Linked DNA regions of Sus scrofa: all the other regions are linked to region 1. The links are chromatin contacts, called in public Hi-C maps. All regions are on one chromosome and are shown on one strand. Each heading gives the region's core, a stretch centred on a gene start, on an enhancer-like site or on the middle of the called end of the contact. The rest is flanking DNA. Distances are from core to core; before and after follow the strand shown. Region 1 overlaps MAP3K9 (mitogen-activated protein kinase kinase kinase 9). Region 2 holds the start of MAP3K9 (mitogen-activated protein kinase kinase kinase 9). Region 3 holds the start of TTC9 (tetratricopeptide repeat protein 9A).

The links. Hi-C and Micro-C count contacts between places; a contact is called where the count stands out from the background.
Region 2: a contact with region 1 is called in a Hi-C map of epiblast stem cells, with 2.2 times the contacts expected there. The contact joins the promoter of MAP3K9 here to the enhancer-like site in region 1. A contact is called at or near these places in 20 of 47 Hi-C or Micro-C datasets (alveolar macrophages, blood, brain and 12 more).
Region 3: a contact with region 1 is called in a Hi-C map of epiblast stem cells, with 1.9 times the contacts expected there. The contact joins the promoter of TTC9 here to the enhancer-like site in region 1. A contact is called at or near these places in 2 of 5 promoter capture datasets (fetal skeletal muscle and liver), 25 of 47 Hi-C or Micro-C datasets (adipocytes, adipose tissue, alveolar macrophages and 16 more) and 2 of 2 datasets of contacts at active chromatin or transcription factors (alveolar macrophages and skeletal muscle).

The regions. Positions count from the first base shown.
Region 1 is chr7:94,293,406-94,298,414 of Sscrofa11.1, reverse strand. It overlaps MAP3K9 (mitogen-activated protein kinase kinase kinase 9), which reads left to right. Exons shown (of 12, transcript XM_021099417.1): 12 at 1-2,066. Among named protein-coding and RNA genes, the nearest start is that of TTC9, 77 kb to the right of the region's middle. Within about 2 kb of position 1,999, at least 11 of the 83 cell types and tissues checked have an H3K27ac peak or open chromatin away from gene starts, as enhancers often do. A contact at or near this core is called in epiblast stem cells, where this site is marked.
Region 2 is chr7:94,377,936-94,382,944 of Sscrofa11.1, reverse strand. MAP3K9 (mitogen-activated protein kinase kinase kinase 9) reads left to right here and starts at 2,885. Exons shown (of 12, transcript XM_021099417.1): 1 at 2,885-3,284. The coding sequence starts at 2,885.
Region 3 is chr7:94,216,501-94,221,509 of Sscrofa11.1, reverse strand. It overlaps TTC9 (tetratricopeptide repeat protein 9A), which reads right to left and starts at 3,074. Exons shown (of 3, transcript XM_005656367.3): 1 at 2,107-3,074. The coding sequence starts at 3,019.

The sequences.
Region 1 (5,009 bases), core at 750-3,249:
CAGGGTTTTTGGTGCCCTCTTACAGTTTACATCCAAGGCAAGTGCCATTCTCATCTTATCCTAGTCTCAGCCCTGCCTGGCCCTCACCTGAATCTGTGAGCAAGCTCAGGCAGAATTGTCAAGTAGGTTTTAGGTTTTTTTTCCAGTTGCCCTTCTTCCCTTCAGGTCCTGAGTTTGGTGGTATCTCTCTGGAAGTGTCTGTGTTCAACTAGGAATGTGTTCCCTTAACAGTGAAACACCTGGGGCCACTTTCAACCTTGGACTTCGTTGCAAGGTTGCAAGGGTGACTTTTCCTTGATGGCCCCCATCTTCCTTTCAGGCTCTCTGAAACCCTAAGGCCAGGTACACGTGTGTATGTGTCTTAAGGGAAAAGGAAGTGATTACGTGGAGAGGATTCTTTCTCCCCTGAGACCCCTTTGGGACCTCTTGGAGTTTGCAGAGATGTGAATGAATCATTCTTCCTCCCAGGTTGAGAAAGGACGGAGGGAACGGGGGCGTTTTCCCTCCGCTGCATCCCTAGCACTGTGCCTGGTCCACAGTGACCTTCGGAATGCCAGCCGTCCCACCACCTCCACCAGTAAGGTTTTCATTACCATTATTCTCTGTCATCTTTATTTTCCTCGTCATTTATCTTTCCCTCCAGTTCTGGAAGCCATGCTGGCTGTGGCTCTTTTCTTCATCACTGTTAGAATGAGGCATGGGTTTATCCTGGCCTGGATATGGGGACTAACAATATATTATGTGAAACCATTACATTTCTTCTAGGCAGAAGAGATTTATATTCTTTTTTCTCTTTTTGGGGACTCAACAATAATCCTGGGGGGTGGGGCATAAGGTATTACCTCCATCTAGGATGTGGAAACCAAGGCTCAGATAGTTATGTTACATGCCTAAGATCACGTGGCTAGGAAGCCGTGGTGCTGCTCTCCTTGGTTCCAGAGCCATCTCTCTTTTGCTTCCGAGCATGTTTTAGACCACGGTTTAGAAACTCTGGGAGAAGATCCGCCTGGCTTAGGTGTGCTGAGGCTCTGAGATGGCTCTTTGTCCAAGGAGTTGTCCTGCGGCTAACCCATCATCTGCCTTCACGACCAGAGACACCCAGCGGGACCTGCAACCTCCCTGGAGCTCAGCCGAGCCCCCTCTGCTTCTGGCTGCTCCCTCCTCCACCATTTCCTCTCCACGATTGTTCAGGGACCGTTCCACGTTGGGGTTGAACGTGTGGATCCTCTGGGTCTCCTCCAAGGACCACTGAAGCCCCGTGGGCCTCTCTCCGGTTTCCAGCCCACCCTTGCCCCGTTACTGCTCTTTGCTGCAGCTTCAACCCAGTCTCTCCCAGCCTCTCGAGTTTGGAAGCCTTAGTGTGGCTCCTCATGAAAACTTGAAATCAGGCTTTTGCCTTTTTATTGTATCAAAACAAACAAACAAAAAAAACATGCCCTTGGTACCCAGTTGTAGCCAAGAAGGGAGGTGATGAACTTGACAACTTTCTCCTAATTTCCCCCACTACCCATCCTGAACACACACATGCACATATGCTCACGCTCACAGGCATGCTCACACACTCACCCAGGTTTAGTCTGAGACTGTGTCTGTATCTCCTAGAGGATTAAGGAAAGGAGCTGGAAATGGGTTTTATTTAATTCACAGAAAAGCTTTCTTTGGGATTCTCCTCCCCATTGGAGCCTCTGGGTCCCAGTAAAGAGGAAGTTCACCTACACGTTGGTTTTGTTCCTCCTACTTTGCATCTCTAGGCCTTCCCCGCTCTGGCGTCTTGTCCATGTGTGCTCACCCTGTGTCCTTGAATGCCCATTTTGCTTTGGGATTTAAGTTATTGTAATTTGTCAACAATATTTAAAAATAGAAAAGTCCTGAAGGAAATGTATCAGGTTCTTTTCTTCGGCTTTTTTTTTTTTTTTTTTCAAGGTACTGTAAATTGTTAACTAGGGTTGCCAAGCAGGCTTGGTTCAATGGCTAAACCTCTTAGCGTATTACAGTGTCATGCTGATCTCAGCCTGGTCTCACCACCAGAACACACACAGACTTGAATAAAACTGTTATAACAATGACTCCCCATTTGCCGTGGTGCTTTGTAAACTGGTCCTCCCTCCTCTTTCCTTTGTAGGTATACAAGATGTCCGAGTAACCGGCCGTTTCTAGGGAATTTCCATATGTAGGGATTAAATAACGAGGGAGGGAGGGATACGGTGTGGGAAAGAGGAGGTGGGTGACCACACTCCCTGAAGGTCCTAGAGCCCCCCAGCTGAACCCCCGGGGCCTTTCTGAAGCATGGCACTGACCGGTCCCTGCCCAGGTGGTTCAGGGTCCTCTCACAACTGACTTTTGCTCAGGCAGGTCATGGCTTTTGGCTTTCAGAGCTCTTAGCAAGCGTGTGCTGTCTCCCAGCCCATAGCAGTGTCCACCCTGACGTTCCTGGTGAAGCTGTGAAGGCGCCTAAGAGGACAAACGCCAATGGAGCTGTACACATGTGGACAGGATTCGCCAGCTGTGAGTCGTGGGTTCCCTGTGGTCTGGATACTCTTGATGGCACTGGCCAGCTGTGTGACCTTGGGCAAGCCACTTAATCTCTCTGGGTCTCTTTTGGAGCAAGCTGGTCACAAAGCAGCCGTTGTGCTCTCATTTTCTGTGATTGTGCGCTGGGTGGTGTTGACAGGGAAATCAGACAGAAGAATCCTGTTTGGGGCCATTCTTCATCACTTCAGTCCATTGTTTCAGCATTCAGCTGCATGTGGAAAAGTGGCTTTTGAACTTCTCTATCAACCTCCTCGTGCTTCATGCTGTGACCTTTCACTCACGCCAGACCTCTTAGCCCCCTCCTCGGCAACCCAGGGAGGGTGGCTGTGGGCTGGGTGCTGGATGCTCAGCCTGTGGGGCAAAAGATGACCTTGTGCTGAACTTCAAAGTAGGTTTGACGGGGGCCGCATAACCTTTGTCAGATTGATTGGGCAGAGATGCACACTTGACCCAATTCCTTGCAGAGAAGATGCCATGAGAGACGTATGTGTACAAATTGCTCCATGTTCCTGCAAAGCAGTTTGGTCATGTGGCATTCATCCTATAACATGGGCCCAGAAATGTCATTTGCCAGTAACAACCAGCCTCAATGCACCAAACACTGCACTAAGTTTTGACCTGCATGATCTCGTTTATAGCATCTCAACATCCTTAGAGTAGATCCCATTATTCTTTCCATTTTATACCAAAGAAAATGAACATCAGAGTCAAGTGACGGGCCCAAGGCCACAGAACTATCAAGCAGTGCAGCTGGGATTTGTCTGAGTCTAGCATCTGCCCTCATATCATAAGAATGAGTCAGATGCAGACAAAGACTTATTTATAAGTCACCCCAGCATGATTTACAGGAGGGCACTAGTAACTCCCAATGACCCAAACCAGATGTCTTGAGTCCACCTCTGCCCGCTTCCTCAGTCAGCATGGAATCTGAGAACACAAGAGCACATTGCTAATTACAAATTAGAAGCAGTTCAAATGCCTGGCCACAGGGAGTTGCTCAAACTTTGCGTCTTTGCAAAGCACTTGTTTGAATGTCTTCTATGGGCCAGTGCCAGCTGGACCCTGGAGATTTACTGCTTGTTCAGATAGAGCCCAGGTCTCTAAGACTTTTATCAGCATGTGCTGGAGAGGCTGAAATGAACAGAAATCTCCTTAGTGCTCAGTGCTGTGATGGTGCTACGGGAGTGCTGTGGTTTGACGTCAGCCAGAGCTGCGGCTTCACAGACCTCATGCAGGCAGCTACACCTGACCCCTGATGTCAGTCCTAAGGGATGGAGAAGCCCAAAGGCAGGAGGTGGTTTCCTTTCACAGGAAGCAGCAGAAGTCTGCTTCTTCCTGGTGTGAAAGATATCCTAGAGATAACCTCACCCCAGCTTCCTGTCTTTGGGTTTGGTTTTGTTTTCTTTCTTTTTTTTTTTTTTTTTTTTTTGTCTCTTTGTCTTTTTAGAGCCACATCCATGGCATAGGTACGTTCCCAGGCTAGAGGCTGAATCATAGCTATAGCTGCCGGCCTACGCCACAGCCAGAGCAATGCGAGATTCAAGCCTTGTCTACAACCTACACCACAGCTCATGGCAACACTGGATCTTTAACCCACTGAGCAAGGCCAGGGATCAAACCTGCAACCTCATGGTTCCTGGGCAGATTTGTTTCTGCTGCACCACGATGGGAACTCCTGGTTTTGTTTTCTTTTTATGGCTGCATCTGTGGCATGTGGTAGTCCCAGCCTAGGGGTCAAATCGGAGCTGCAGCTGCTGGCCTATGCTACAGCAACGCAGGATCTGAGCTGCATCTGTGACCCAGCCACAGCTTGTGGCAACACTGGATTCTTAACCCACTGAGCGAAACCAGGGATTGAACCCACATCCTCACTGAGACAACATCAGGTCCTTAACCTGCTGAGCCACCATGGGAACTCCCTGTCTCTGTTTTTAATGATATAACCACATGTGATGTTCTATAGCCATTAAAATTAGATTGTTCAACAATAATTAAGGAAATGGGGACAGGTGCAGAGGTTAAAAGGCAGGATACAAAAAACTGCAAAAATAACTTGATCTCAGTTACAGACAGAAAATATGCTTGATAGGCATAAGAAAGATATGGAAGGGTAGTCAATCACTGATATCTTTATGGAGCAGTCTTATGGATGATCTAAAACGTCCTTTACTTTGGGAAGTTTTAGGACTTTTTTTTTTTTTTTTAAGGGCTGCACCCATGGCATATGGAAGTTCCCAGGGTAGGGGTCCAATCAGAGCTGCAGCTGCCAGCCTACACCACAGCAATGTGGGGTCTGAACTGTGTCTGTGACCTACACTGCAGCTCATGGCGATGCTGGATCCCTGACCCACTGAGCGAGGCCAGGGATCGAACCCGCATCCTCATGGATACTAGTTGGGTTTGTTTCCACTGCGCCACAACGGGAACTCCAGGACTTTTTTTTAAAAACTGTGACTGTATGTTACTTTTACAGTCAG
Region 2 (5,009 bases), core at 1,636-4,135, 84 kb before region 1:
TGCCTCTTCCATGAAACCCAGCCAGACAACTCCTGCTAGACAGCTTTAGCCTGAAGGATTTTCCCTCATTTGAATTCCTAGCACTTATCCATTCAACAAATATTTACTGAATGACTTCTTGAAATATTTGATGAATGACTCTTCATGAGGCCCTGAACACATGCTATGGTATTAAAGATTTAGTTACGTGGGGTGTTAGTCTTTTCCTACTGAGAAGGATCAAGAAATTTTTTCCCTCTTCTGGGTGGGGAAGGAATGGAGACCAATGGAGTAAAACAAAACTGTGCAGTAAAACAAACAAAATCATCCATAAGCAAAATAAAATACAAATTTCCCAGTTACTCTTAATCCTACCATTTGAAAGAGAGCCACCACTTACAATTATTTTCTTTCTTTTTTTTTTAGTTTTTTTCTTTTGCATGTTTTTCTCTGTGTATCTACACCATTTTGTAAAATTCCTTTTTCCTCCAAATTAAATTTTTATCAAGAAAATATTTTTTCTTATGGTATTTTTATATTTATTTGTTTATTTATTTATTTTTTTTAGGGCCACACCTGAGACATATGGAAGTTCCCAGGCTAGGGGTTGAATTGGAGCTGCAGCTGCTGGCCTGTGCCACAGCCACAGCCACAGAGGATCGGAACCACATCTGCAACCTACACCACAGCTCACAGCAATGCTGGATCCTTAATTCACTGAGCGAGGCCAGGGGTTGACCCTGCATCCTCATGGATACCAGTTGGGTTCTTAACCTACTGAGCCACAAGGGGAACTCCTCTTATGGTCTTTTTAAAAATGCGAGATACCTCTACCCCCTCCCTACTAGCTCTCTTCTATTTGGGAGTGGAACAGTTTTATGTTGAACAAAATTCAGAGATTTTATTCGAAGACATTCATATTTTTTCCAGTTCACTGATCCTATATATAGTAAGAATCTGAACACTGTTTCAGGGCATTTACTCAGAAGTCCTTTCTCAAGACCTACTCCAGATGCTCTTCAATACCACAATCCATCCTCCCTTCTTCAAGACATGGAACGGATGGGATACCTAGGTATACAGTGTAGCCATATTTGTATGCAAACCACAGAATGTTGGGCCTACAAAATCATAGGTGATCTTCCAGTCCACCCCTGGGGATAAGCAAACTCTTAGGTACCTGCAGCTGATGAGCAGGAGATGCCAGCCCTGGTTATCTTTCCAAATTGCCCCACTGTCTTCAGTTTGTCTAAAAATTAACCCCAAAATAAAATTAAAAAATACTCAGTGAGGCACTAACTCTTGCCAAATAAATTGCATCTATTCCTACCATGGAAGGGTAAAAAGGCAACACACTTTGGTAGGGATCAGGCTAAATCTTTCCGCACAGACTTGTCTTTGTCGGAGAATCTTTTCATGGGAAATCTATAATGCTATAAACAGATTAAAGCACAGAAGAAATACTAGACATCACCTCTTTCTTAATGTTTGAGAAGTGGAAGCTAACAAAAGGATGTAGGAAAAGGGCAGCTTTGCTCATAAACTGCAGTATTGTTTTGTATGTATATTCAGCTTTGGTTTTTAATTTGATTTCCATAGAGGTCACCATGATCCAAGGTGAAATTCCCCCAGATGAAAGAAATCCAAGATTTGCAGAAAAATTTAATCTCTTCAGAGAGACAAAGTCCACTTCACCGACAGCTTACCCAGACTGTTTGAGCCCCAGGAAAGTGGTCTTTGGTCTGAATTCTAAAAAATTGACGGTATTGGAATTTCTTCTAACAGGAACCCTGGAAAGGGGGAGTTTTATGCAGTTTCATAAAGGCGAGAACTATAGAGTTTTAAGAGTTCTTTTAAAGAACACAGCAGTGGGTCTGAAGGCCTTAATAGACAGGGGTGGAAGTTAATCCACCTGATAGGATGCACAGACCCAAGAGAAGGAAGAATCCAATTGTAAAGGGGAGCTGGAGAAGAAAGAGCTCTCCCAGGGCGCAACCTAGCTCAATTCCCCTCTGCTAACTCTCAGTAGCTCACTTTAGGATTTAGAACACAGGTGCTAGCCCTCCGCGTCAGACAAAGGGAGCGGTCTCCTACAGCCTCTTAGGGATGAATGAGGGTTCAGCTTACCTTTTAGGGTCCACCCATCCTTCCTCAGGCGCCCAATGAAGCCGCAGTCTCTTCCTGACGGGCGGTGTCGAACTCTCTCCGGAAACGGACAGGTACCTTGGACCAATGGTTGGAGCTGAGGCGGGCCAATGGGAGCGAGAAATGGGTCAACCTGGGGTTTGAGAATGAGAGAGCCCGCACAGGGGCGGGGGCGGGGGGCGGGCGACGTAGGCGCAGTGGGTGGAGCGGGGCGAGCGGGGCGACTGGCGGGACAGCCTCAACCGCGGCGGGAGGAACCTGCGGACGGGTTGGCGGCGGCCAATGGGAAGGCGGGTTGGCGCAGGGGCGGGCCTGGGCTCCGGGAAGCCCCGCCTCTTCGGGTCCGCAGGGCTGGGGCGGAGCCAGGTCCGCGTCAGGTGGTCCTGGGCGTGCGGGCGGAGCTGGGGGCGGCGCGCGGCGCGGAGCTGGGAGAGGCGGCCGGCTGGAGGCGGCGGGCACCGGCTGCTTGAGCAGGTACCCGTGGTGGAGGTGGTGAGGCCGCCCCAGCGGTCGAACGCGAAGGCGGGGGCTCCGGCCCGCCGCGCCCCCATGCTGCGCTGAGCACTCGCACTCCGCTCACTTGTCGCGGCGCCGCGCCAGCCACAGCGAGCCGGCTCTCCCCGCCCTGCCAGCCCCGGCCCTACCTGCGGCCGCCGTCGGGGGAGGGGGGTTCCCCCAGCTCTGCGGAGCCGCATGAACAATAGGCAGCGGCGGCTCCTGCGGGCGGCGGCAGCCCCGCACCCTATGGATCGGCCGCTCCATGGAGCCCTCCAGAGCGCTTCTCGGCTCCCTGGCGAGCGCCGCCGCTGCCGCCCAGCCGGGGGAGGATGGAGCGGGGGCCGGGGCCGAGGAGGAAGAGGAAGAGGAGGAGGAGGCGGCAGCGGCCCCCGGGGATCTGGGCTCCGACACGCCGATGCCCTACTGGACGGCGGTGTTCGAGTACGAGGCGGCGGGCGAGGACGAGCTGACCCTGCGGCTGGGCGACGTGGTGGAGGTGTTGTCCAAGGACTCGCAGGTGTCCGGCGATGAGGGCTGGTGGACCGGGCAGCTGAACCAGCGTGTGGGCATCTTCCCCAGCAACTACGTGACCCCGCGCAGCGCTTTTTCCAGCCGTTGCCAGCCTGGCGGCGAGGACCCCAGTTGCTACTCGCCCATTCAGTGTAAGGAGAAGGCGGGGCGCGGGAGCCTGGCGGGGGCTGTGGGGGGGGGGGGATGATGGAGCTTGGGGTGGTCGAGGAGGGAGAGGAGCCCTCCTTGAAGGTTAGGTTAAGGTGGTCAGTGATTGACCTGATGTGTGCAAGCGTCCTCGGGCTGCAGGGGCTTTGGCCGGTGCAATTGGTTAGACAGACTTGCCGCAGGCCGCGCCTGGAACCTCAGGCTCTTGGGCTTCTTCACCTTCGCCTGACCACCTCAGCAGCAGCTCCTGATTGTACATCCTGAAGCCCTAGCAAGAGAATCTCCCTCGCACTCCCCACCCCGCAAATCTGGAAGGATTTTAGGCCGGCTGGTGGTTTCTATTATAACCTTAGTCCCCCAGTCTGGGACCTTCCCGACCTTTTCTAGCGCCTTCCCCGCCCCTTATAGGTATTTGCTTTGAAGGAGACGGGGCGGGGGGGGGGGTGTTTCCCGCGGGGCTGGACTGGCGCACCGGTCCCGGAAGTCTGTGTGAACTTACGGCTGAAGTATCTTTCTTGGGTTGCTTTCTTGGATCCTAATCTTGTATCTTAAAAGTTGTACCTTTAGGAGTCTCAGTGAAGAATGTGCTAAGAAGGGTGTGTATTTGTGTGGGGGGGGGGCAGAAATGATTAGGGAGGGAAAAGTATGCCATTCCCCCCACGAGAGATCAGGAGCCCAGGCACAATGGCTAAATCCCAGTCCCTTGACACCTATACAGTGTATTTTCTCCTTTATTCTCACCCTAGATCCTTGCCTATATTTGGTCTTTGCCAAATCTCAGGGGGCCCATGCGCAGGGGTCCCTCCCAGGTCTTCCAGTGTCCTGGTTTTCACCAATTTCCCAGGAGCCCCCTGCTCCACACCCTGTAATGAAATTTTCTTTGTTTTTTCAAAGAAGTTGCCATTAGAATCCTTTAATCAGTGATGCTAGGTGGTTTTAGAAGAAAGATGTAAATATCTCCTGGGGCACTTTACACTATTTTGTATTTGAGGTTTTCCGTAATTTCTTTGCTGTTAAAAAAGTATTGTTAATACACGTGTATCATTATTTAGTCCATATGTTAATATACTTTGCATCTTAGTTGATTTTAAAAAATCATTACCAAGGGCCAACTTTCAACATTTAGTTTTAAAGTTTTATTTGTAATAGTTATCTTTATGGTCCTGTAACTTAATTTTCACCTTAACAATTGTATGATACCTTAAGATTTTTATTAAATGCCATTCATTAATATCAAAATCATAACTTCTTTCCTCGTTTTTCTACTTTTTTTTTTTTTAAGTTAATGTTTGGCCAATTGATGTTTAAATCTTTAGTTTGCTTTGTTTCTCTCTCCCTCTCATTCATTTAAAAACCTCCTGCCTCTACATTTTGATCTTTATAATTCCAGAGGTGACAAATTACTTTAGATTGTTTCTAGGTGTGCTACCTTTTTAGCACTAGTACTGAAAAAGATGAAGCTGTATAGTGTCTCAAGGAGTGTTGAAGATGAACTTGGTCACATGTGGGAAGAAATGTTGGCCTGCAATGTTAGAAAACAGTGTAGTTTTAAACATGTCAGGTTTTGAGGTTCTTTGTGGGTGAAGTTTTGTGATTTTTTTTCTTTTTTCTTTTTCTTTCTTTCTTTTTTTTTTTTTCCAGGGACAGCTAATGTCAGAGTAGAAGAGCTCTGTAAGTTTCCTGAGCAGGAACTGGATTTCTTTAATATG
Region 3 (5,009 bases), core at 1,825-4,324, 78 kb after region 1:
GGTACAGGCTGCAGACACAGCTCAGATTCCTTGTTGCTGTGGCTCCAATTGGACCCCTAGCCTGGAACCCTCCATATGCTGTGGGTACGGCCCTAAAAAGACCAAAAGACCAAAAAAATAAAACATAAAGAAAAACATTTTATAGGAATGCCTTGCTTTCATAATCCATAAATTACTAATATTCATAAGTGGTGAGCACTGGAGAAGGCAGCAGAGGGAGAAATCCATTAGTACTACTTTCCATTCTCTTAGCACCGAAGTTTTCCTAAGTGTTTGGCGGGTGGTGTGGAAGTGGAGGAGCTGTCTAGATCTGGCCCCGCCCTGACTGGGCTGGCCTGACCAAGGACACATCTCTGGTTTCACCATGGAAATGTAACCACTTCTGGGGTGGAAGGTAGGCAGTGCTAGCCATGGGCCAGTAGCCAAAAGCATGGGGTGAGGGGCAACCTTAGAATGCCCATGGAAAATACTAAATATAATACTCTGTCACCACTCCGAAATCACTGCATTAGTGATCCAGAGTGCCTCTTCCTCCACACATGGTTACTTGGCCCTTAACAATCCTCAGGCAGTGGTGAATATGCCAGAGACTTACAGGAAATAAAGGGAATTTATATAAATATATATAAATAGAGGTGTACCTTGTGATGGATTGAAATAGTCCATCTATGCTGTATTACTACAACTCTATCTGCTGCCCTTATCACCAGTGCTGGTATCAGCACCATTTCTACAAGTGCTCCTCCTACTATTATTATTCATCAATCCTTTAATTAGCAGTTTGTAAACTGCTTAACCATTTACAAAGTGCCTGGGCTTTGCCTGATTAAAGACGACACTGGACATGTCATTATGGGAAGGCAGAGGGAGGCTGGCACTTGGGATCTCAAAAGGAAAAGAGCTGACTGGCACTTAGGAATGGAGCATAATTATCCATATTTTTTTTTCAATCCCCCAACTGCCTGGTCACCAGACAAATCCATCCTCAGCCACACCCATTCTCCTAAGCTGACTCTGCCCCAACTGTCCAGAGCTAGTTTGGGCAACTTCAAGGATTAGGGACTAGGAGTGATGGCCTTTTATTTGGTCAGAGGAGCTAGATCATGGCCAAATCCTACAAAATGGGGTGGGAGGAGAGGAGAGAGTGCTTTTCAAAAAGGGCCATTGCCTCTGCCATCATCTTCCACCTTTTCACAGGCTCCTCTGTTTTTAGAGACTAAATTTTCCTGTGCCAGAGTTAAATGTTTAAAAATGACCCGACTTTGACCTTAATCCCCAAAGTATACTGGGGAATGTGTACCTAACCTTCTATCCCAATCAAAGGGCTCCCTCACCCTCAAGCCTAGCAGCCAGCTGGCCTGAGGACCAATGCTACAGCAGAGTGAGAACAAGGCAGGGAGGGGAGACAGAATGTAGCACAGCCCAAGCCCAACCTTGAGCTAGCTTCCCTTTGAGATCGCTCTCTTCACCTGGCAACGGGGCCCCAGCAGAGCTCCGAGAGAAGAAAGTGGCATTCTGGAATCCATCTTGCTTGAGATGCTGAAGGCATCTTAGCAAACTGCCCTTTACTACTGAGGCCAAAGGAACTTGGGGAAGGACTTTACTATAGGGATGCGGCCAGCGGGGGTGGGGGAAAATGAGGGAGAGCTCCGGTGCCAACGATCCCCGAGGAGCGCAACCGCTGGGCAAGCGGTGGGTGCGGGTGGCCCACCCTGGGTGCTGCTTCCCGCATTTGGACCCAGGTCCACTGCTGAGCAGTAGTAGCGGCAGTCGCCGCCAGGCCGGCTGAATCCCCATCTGTCTGTCCAGCTATTTATAGGTGAGATTTACGAGGATGCGAGGGAAGAATGCGGGATGACAACGAGTTCTGGAAGGTCTAATCCTAAAAGTCACACTTCTTCTAAAGCGCCCCCTCCCAGGTTCTCCTTCCCAGGGCAGAGCAGCACGGTCCCAGCTGGAGAGTGTGCGTCGCGGGCGCGCCGAGGCTACGGGCCGTGACCCCTGGGGCCGGGCGGGGGGCGGGGGGGGGAATGGGGATGGGTGCTGAGCGGGAGACCTAGAAGGCAGGGGGAGGAGGGGTCGGGGGCGCGACGCGACGCAGCTCACCTGCCAGGCTGTTGTAGCAGTCGATCTCGATGGCTTCCACCGTCTTGCTCTGCTCCTCTGAGAGGCGACCGGGGTTGGGGGCCCCGGCCGGGGAGGCCGAGCGCGAGTCCCGCTCCCGTTCCCCGGCAGCCGGCAGCAGCCCCTTCAGCTCCAGCAACGCCCTGTGGTATTTGCCGATGGCTTCGCGGAATTTCTTGTCCTTGTAGCACTGCGCCCCTTGGCTCTTGAACTCGTGCGCGCGCCTGATGAACTCGGCGGGCTCAGCCGCCGCCCCAGCCTGGCCCCGCGCCGGGGTCCCTCCGCTGCCGCCCGGGACGCACAGAGGCGGCTGTGGCCGCTGCGCCTCACCGGCCGCGGGCGGGCTAGGGTTTCCTTTGGCCCCGGCCGCCGAGCCCTTCCTCTCCATTCGGCCGCCTCCCGGCTCCCCGCGCGCGCCGCGATCCGCCCGTCGCCGCCGCTGCCGCCGCCGCGCCCTCCCGGGTTTAAAAGCGGCGGGCACCGGCCTTGCGCCTGGCAAGCTCGGCCACTGCCGTGACACCCCGCGGCGGTCTGTCGCCCCGCACTCCCATTCTCTTCGCTGTCTGCGGGAGGCTGCTCTCTCCTCCTCCTCCTCGGATTGCCTTCCCCTCCTTCCCTCCTTTCTTCCCTCCCTCCCCCACTCCCGCGCCGCCCGCCCGCCCTCCTCCTCGCCCTCCTCCCCTCCCGCAACCTGCGGAGGTGGCGACCTGGCCCTCGCGCGCTTCAGGGCTAGCGGTATGGGGGACCGGGGGCCCGATGGGGTTGGCGGTGATTGTTGCTGACCCGGAAGAAGCTTGGCTCCTTTGAAGGAGGGGAGGATTAATGACAAAGACCGGCCCGTTCTTTCCCATTCAACCCGGCCTTGGGAGAAGCGGCTAGTCTGAAAGACACGCATGGGGGAAGGGTGTGTGTGTGTGTGTATGTATGCGTGTGTAGGGAAGGGTGTGTGTGTGTGTGTAGGGAATGGGGACGCCCGCGTCGAAGGCTTGCAGACTCACCCTCAATAGATTTCTTATAAACTAAAAAGAAAGGTGCAAGAGGGAAGCCAGGGGTGTGGGCAAAAGCCACAGCTTCTGGTTCTTTGCAGTAAGGCGTTGATATTTTTAAGGTGGCAGGGCCTCTTTTTGTGTGTGTGGATGCAGGTGGTGGCTGAGGTGGGTCTCCGTGGGGGGCTGCACCGGCACCCAGAACACAATGTGCACTTCAGAGTGGGGCGTTGTATTCTAGGAGCCGCTGTATGCTGGCGCCTGGACGTGCGGGCAGTTGTGCAGAATGAATCACAGACATCAGAGATGGAAAACACCTGTTACTGTTGGTCATCAGGGCGGGCGTGCGTTCTAGTTTCTAGTTTCTGTTTACAGGCCAGTTCTTCCCCGCCTTGGGAGGTTCCATCCCTTACTTCATTCATTCTTTCGGTGAGCCCTGAGCGGCTGGCTGTCTGCTGGGGATTTCCTGAGGTCAAGGAGGGGACAAAGACAGGCAAGGAAGGGACTGCCTTGCTCTCACTTAACTAACTCCCAGTCTACTGGGGATATACACCACTCATCGGTAGAGTCACCCTGCCAGGTAGAGATTGGCAAATGTTATCGGGGAGGAATGGAAAGTGCAGTGCAGTCTGGAGGAAAGGAGGCTTTGAGCAGGAAATGGCATTTGAGGGCCTTGAAAGATGGGTAAGATCTGGACATGAGGAAATAGATGGAAATGACATCTCAACCAGAGTGAGGAAACAGCTGAGGTCATGATGTTCAGAATCTTGGATGTGTTTGGGGCATAATGGTTTGATTTTTGTGGCCTAAAGAGAAGTAACTGGAAATGATTGGGTTACATTATGGAGGCATTTGGATGAAGGGCTTGCATTTGATTTTGTAAACAATGGAGAAGGCTGGCCTGTTTTTTAGTGCCCCCACCTTTTTTCTTTCTTTCTTTTTTCTTTTTTTTTTTTTTTTGTCTTTCCTAGGGACACACCTGCAGCATATGGAGGTTCCCAGACTAGGGGTTGAATCAGAGCTGTAGCCACAGGCCACAGCCACAGCCACAACCACAGCAACGCCAGATCTGAGCCTTGACTGTGACCTACACCACAGCTCACGGAAACGCCAGCTCCTTAACCCACTGAGCGAGGCCAGGGATTGAACCCACAACCTCATGGTTCCTAGTCGGATTCGTTAACCACTGCGCCAAATTCCAAGTGCCCCCACCTTTATGAGGCTGAGATAAATATATATATATATATATATATATATGTATTGTAAAGCAGTGGTTTTCAAAGCACAGCTTCCTGACCTGCAGCCTCAGCGTCACCTGGAAAATTGTTAGAAATGCAATTTCTAGGGTCCCAGTCCAGAACTACTAAACCCTAGGCATAGGATCCAGTAACCTGTACTTTAACACTTCCCTGCCCCATTGGTTCAAATGCATACTTAAATTTGAGGACCCCAGCTCCAAAACCTTATTACTCAAAGTGGAGGCCTTGGACCAGTAGCCTCACCCAGGAGCTAGTTAGAGATGGAGAATCTGCAAAATCGCAGACCTACTAACCCAGAATCTTCAGGTTACCAAGATCACCAGGTGATACATGTGCCTGTTAAGAGTGTGGAAATCACTGCTCTAGAAGATTTGCAAAGTACAGAAACATATAAAGAAGAAACCCCCAACCCTACACCATCACCCAGATATATGCTTTATGAGCATTTTCATGTAATTCCTACTGGTTGTGTTCTATGCATCTATATTTGTACAGAGTGCTCTTTTAACAAATATGAATGGTAAGGGACAATATACACACTTTTTATTTAATTTATATTTTATGCTCTATGTGATTAAATAGTCTTTTAATGCCTTATTTTTAATGGCTTCATAGTATTCACTTTATGTCTGTAGCACGG